Regions from separate parts of the Gossypium hirsutum genome. Here region 1 is linked to region 2. A link is a contact called in public Hi-C data. All regions are on one chromosome and are shown on one strand. Each heading gives the region's core, a stretch centred on a gene start, on an enhancer-like site or on the middle of the called end of the contact. The rest is flanking DNA. Distances are from core to core; before and after follow the strand shown.

Region 1 (2,933 bases), core at 357-2,856, 170 kb before region 2:
GGGAGATCTCAGACTTGCTATTGCAAGTGGTAATATTGTCAAAGTTTATTCATTCTTTCATCCTGCTTGAACTTGGCCTTTTTGTTCATTTGTTAGGGTACAACAATGTTACTTCCTAGTTCAGCTGCAAACCCTGCCAACATGATTGCCCAAGCTCTCACCATGTACAAAAGCCTGGTGAGCAATTCTTCTACTGGTGATTCTCATGTAAGCAATTCTCTTGAGCTATCCAGAAGCACAAAGCATGCTCCTCCTGGAGAGACTGAAGGCGAAATCCCTAACCCCAGAGCTGTGGAAGCAAGGGACACAAATCATGTTGGTGAAGTAGGATTTTCACTTCAGAGCTCCAAGAAGAAAGAATAGAAGTGATTTTACCCAAATTCCCATTGACTGAAAACCAGATTTTGTTTCTGGGGTTCTTGTACGGGCACATCTTTGGTAGTAGTTAAAAGGTTCTGAAAATTACCAAAAGGAAGGCAAGGATTTAAGGGAGTTTTTAGAATTTGATGAAAGGATGCTCATTCATTTGCCAAGTGTTTAGAACTACTATGTCATGTAGGACGGATATAGTTATCTTTGATTGTCTCAAGAATCCAACCAAAGGTTAAAAAGTTTTCAGGAAAGGAACACTTGTGTTGCCCAAGTGAAAAAACTTCATCCTACACTCTACCTATACTCTAAATAAAGTAAAACTTCTTTTTTCTTTATTTTTTGCACTCTTATTTTTGTTTTTCCTAATGTTACTATAACGGTTTCAAGTGCAAAGCTTCACATGCAAGATCTAGGGACGTTGTCTAATCCCTTGTCTTGGTTATCATTCATACATATATTTTTAACCATTCAAAATATTTTATCAACCATTTAATGCGACAGTTTTTAAATTTGATATAATAATAAATTTAGTAATCAAAGTTTACTTATTATATTAATTTAGTCCTTTTTAAATTTAATCCTCATTGTTTACAATTATCGAATTTTATCTTATTTTTACATGAAAATATAATTCAATATAAAATGTGTTAAATAGAAATCAAAACAAAAAATATTATAAAAAAATATGTTTATAATTAAATTAGATAATTCCTACATATATTTCTTTCCTTGTACTTCAAATGGCAAAAAACTACATATATTTCTTTCTTTGTACTTCAAATGGTGAAGAACTAGGTATCTTTTAAAGACTGGTTAATTCATTTTTTGTTAGTTTGAGTTGGTTGTAAAGCAAATTAATTTTTTTAAGCTGTTAGACTTGAATTTAGTGTGTATTTTTTTTAAAGTAATTGAATTAATTATTTTTCAAAATTTGAACTGTTAGATGATTAAAGTGTGAATCTTATGAAATGTTATCAAATTACATAATATATAAATAAAAATGGTTAATTTTTTTAGTTTCAAGACCAAATTGACATGTTATATAAATATTAAAGGTTAAATATTTTAGATTTAAAATTAAATTGACACGATATATAAATTTTGAAGTTATTATACCATTTTCAAAAGTGGCCATGTCATCTTTTCATTGACCATCTATGAGATGGTGATCAAAATAGAGAAAGTTATTGATTTTATTTCATTTTAAATCATATGAGAATACGAGAATTTAGTGAATATCAATTATGTAAAATGTCTCAATTCCTGAGGCATAGGTATATAATTGCCACAACTTTCCTCCGGGTGCTCTTGTGAAATTCTAAGGTTTTTCAGTTGAATCGAATAGCATTTTGAGCACAAAGTTGTGATGTCTCAGGCATGAAATGCGGACGAGAAAAGTAAGCGGCACCGTCTATACACCAACTGACAAAGTCAAAAATAGACGGCGCTACAATATTTCCTAAATATTCGAAGCTCGTTTTACTATATTAATGGATTGGCTTCCATTCCTTCCTTGCCTCACCTTCGATTCCACCTCCGCATCTAAAAGCATCCTCAACCAACTACAATCCGACGACCTCCAGAAACTCGCGCACCCTTTAATCCCCAAACTCCAAACCTACCATGGGAGGCTGTGCGAGCAAACCTAAGGAGTTCGACGGCCCTGCCGACGCTCCTATAAGCTCTGACACCACTGCTCAGGTAGATAAATTACACTAAGTACCTCCAAGTTGTATGATGTTATTTCATTATAAACTATTTGTCATCGATATCTCTTACTAAATGCAGAGCAGCACTAACGGAGGTGAGAGTCAGATTGAGAAACCTGCGGTAGATGGTTCTGAACCGGAAAAGAAGGCTCAAACGGCTGTTTCTGCAGAAACAGACGCTGGTAAGAGCGTGAAACCAGCGGAGGATGACGCTAAAGCCGACGACAAGAATGCTGAAGATAAGGTGGAGGCTACCCCAAAACAGGAGGCTGAAGAGCCTGAGCATAAATCAAATGATGCCCCAAGCAAGGAAGAAGTTAAAAGTGAGGCCCCTCTTGCCTCGCTTTGATCATGGATCAACAATTCAAGCCTAGTGGGTTTGATCACGTTTCCATAATTAGAAAGGCTTGAATTTTATGTTATAGTAATATTTATCACTTTCATCAGATCAGCTTTATATTTATTTGTGGTAATTAATAAATTATTATATCCCTATTAGAACAATTTTCTTATAAAAACCTACGTTTTGATCATCGAATTTAAAATATAAAATTTGTTGAAAAGTGAATTGAAAATTAAGTATTGAATTTAAATTTTAAAATATGTTTAATATATTTATAATTTTATAGTTTAATAAATATATATTTTAAATTATGAAATATTTAAATATATATTTTTATCCTTATATATATATTATTACAAATTTTTTAATATATTCACATCATAAAAATTTGTATATAACAAGAAAAGAAAAAAGTATTCGTGGAATTAAACTTCTTCATTTTTTTATATAAAATTTAATGGTGTTTTACAAGTTATATTTTGTAATTTAGAAATTTAATTTATAATTTT
Region 2 (2,921 bases), core at 20-2,519:
CATATGAAGTAAAATTTACATTATAAAACTTTTATCATACTGTTAAATAAATGAAAATGGTTTTGTTCTACGATGAAATGATTCTTTCCAAAGCAAAATGTCTTTATTTTCATAAATTTCAAAACGATATCTAAAATCAATTTTTTAAGTTTGATGACATTTTTGATAAACCATGAAATGCAATAATAAAGGAGAACCCAGATTTAGGCAATCCCAAGGCAATATAATGTGATACCGTACATGAGATCCCAAGTGTTTCTCAGACATTTCTTCCGCAGCGACCTTTCCATCCTCCTCACTCCCTGCATCATTGCTAAAAGTTCATATTGCACAAGTTGTAAATAACGAGGTCAAAATCAAAGAAAGGGTTCAGAAATCAGAAGCTGAAATATTATATACTTTAAACAATTCATTAAAGCATCATTTCAGTTATTTGGAAACAACCCTTGCGTCAGTTCCTAACTATCATAGGAGAATTACTCCTTTTCTACCTTCAGAGTCCTTGAAGGCGTCGTTTTCCTTCTTTCCAGAAGGCTTTTGATTTACTTTATCGTGGTTTCTCTTTTCCAATGTGTCTTCATCATCAGCATCAGTTTTATCAACCCTACGCGGGCTACCATTTGGAGAAGAATTGGAATCCGAAGATAATGTCAGCGTAGAAGTCGGTGCCTAAAAACAAGGTAAATTCTCGCAAACCAGTAAGAAAACAATGTAAAGGTGCAACAGCTGGCTAACTGCTATACGGTTACAAAAAGAAAAGAGAACAATCTGATTAAACGTTAAACTTTAGCCATGAAAATAATGGGGAAAAAGCATGGTGCAGAGTGTCAAACAAATAAAAACATTTTAGAAGCTAAAGAAAGCAGGGTAAATATACCTGAAAAGAGCGCAGCCAATCTGGAGAATCTTCCCTGGAATTGTTCATTCCGCACCAATTATTCTTCCCTGATATTAGATTATACAAATTTATAACTCAGCAGCACTTATAAGCTGCGAAAACACAAAGCAAAATCCAAAGAAAATGTGAACAGAGAAACCCTAAAAGCCTAATTATGCACTGGGTAGCTGAACCAAACAAATTAAGAGTAATGCAACGGTGCCGGGTGTAGAATAGATCAAAGAGAAGTAAAAAAAAAAGAAACAGAAGAAGAAAGGAAAATTGAAAGTGATGAGTAGCAGAGAAAAAGAAATGGTAGAAATGAAAATGGAAGGAGAGGGAAAGAAGGAACAAGAGAAACGGAAGGGGGCTTATGGAGTTCTAGGCCCAATACCCTACAGATACAGATTCGATTTGAGGATTGATACAGAGTTTTTGAGTTAGGGCTTTATTTACACTGGGCTTTATTGGGCTCTGTTGAGGAGAGTTTGGGGCGAGGGAATTTGACCAGTTACATGATATTCAATCCAGGTGAAACCTTTTTTCTTTTTGTTTACCAGATACATACATTGACAGATGCAGCAAACCCATAATAACATGCCAATCAATAGTGCTATATCGGACTTGCTTCTCAACATACACGAACTTCCATTGTTTTTGCTCAAAATCCTACTTTGGACGCTCTTCTTGTCCATTTGCTTTTTCCTCAACACTCTAAAGTTGCTGCTCCCTTTTACTAGCCAACTTTACGTCTATCAATCCGATTAATATGTTAAACTACAATGTGCATATAGTTTTGGAAATTGAAGTTTGAGAAAAAATAAGAAAATCATATTTTTCTTATTATTTTTATTTTAAAATTGATTTTTTTTCATTATTTTTTGGTTCAGTTTTATCTTTGATTTTTTATATATAATTTTTCTTTTTTTTTAAAAAAAGTAATATATATTTTTAATTTCTATGGATTTTTAATAAATATTAATTTATTTCTTTTAATTTTTCAGTGTAATTGAATTGTATGGTTAAATTGGAATCAGAGGTCTTATTCAATCAATTTAACCTCCATTCTCGTTTTTACAACATTGATGTTAGCTTATATGCGAAATAAGCTATCATTGTATAAATGATCTAAGCTTTTTATTTTGAATATATAGACTTCTTTAATGTTTACATATTAGTTTATTTTAGACATTAGGTTTACAAAGTTGTTTAAGAGAAATATTGTAATTGATAGGTGTAATTAGGTGTATGCAATCACAATCCTTCTACGCTTATTTTAGTTTACTTTTGAGTAAAATCAAGTCGTTTTAGGATTAAATTGTGTTTTTGGTCATTTGTAAGTATGTTTGTGTTTTTGTGTCATTTTTAGCACTTTGATCTTATTCTATACTTTTGTTAATAGATTATGCTTAAAGGTGCACTTGTGAATGTGTAGGTGTGTAGAATGCTAAAGTGCACAACGGTTTGAAGGTTCTTGAACAGAGAGTCATGCCACGATGTAAGGGACTGAGATAGCATAAAGTCACTAAGGTTGGAGATCGCAATGTTAATTGATTGAAGATCGCAACCTAACTCACTGCTTGGTAATATCTTGTAGCTTGGGTTCGGTCACAGGACCGGGTTATGGGTGTTACATTTAATGGTATCAAAGCTACGGTTTAGTGGATTCTAAGATTGAAACATAGCTCGTACGAGTCTAGAAATACATGTCACTTATAACCGGTGATTATGTGATGCCTTCAGATCCGATTTGATTTTGGTTTTTTTTATAGATAAAAGATTTTAGCTGAGTTTAATCACGCTGCACCTAATAAAATAGATAGTAATGTTCCAACTCCTAAGCAATGAGCCGCTTAGAGTGTGCCCTCGATTCAAAGGCATGGAAGTGTGACGCATGGTGCCTTATTTCAAATGATGAATGGTGGTATTTGAATTTCCTGTGAACTCACCCAGTGGCTCTGCAACCTCCACCCCCCTACTGTGCCACTCCCAACACCCCCACGTCTCAAGATTTAAATTGGTAAATGTTTACAAACCCCCAATC

The links. A called contact is a pair of places that touch in the nucleus more often than the background predicts.
Region 1: a contact with region 2 is called in a Hi-C map of leaf, with 4 times the contacts expected there. The contact joins the promoter of LOC107921798 here to the promoter of LOC107922471 in region 2. A contact is called at or near these places in 7 of 34 Hi-C or Micro-C datasets (callus, leaf and petal).

The regions. Positions count from the first base shown.
Region 1 is chrA08:87,698,766-87,701,698 of Gossypium_hirsutum_v2.1, reverse strand. It overlaps LOC107921798, which reads left to right and starts at 1,606. Exons shown (of 2, transcript XM_016851645.2): 1 at 1,606-2,073; 2 at 2,161-2,585. The coding sequence starts at 1,996. The coding sequence ends at 2,430. LOC107922481 (stomatin-like protein 2, mitochondrial) reads left to right here. Exons shown (of 9, transcript XM_016852546.2): 9 at 97-707. The coding sequence ends at 363.
Region 2 is chrA08:87,527,046-87,529,966 of Gossypium_hirsutum_v2.1, reverse strand. It overlaps LOC107922471 (DNA-binding protein BIN4), which reads right to left and starts at 1,269. Exons shown (of 12, transcript XM_016852520.2): 1 at 878-1,269; 2 at 492-669; 3 at 241-302. The coding sequence starts at 925.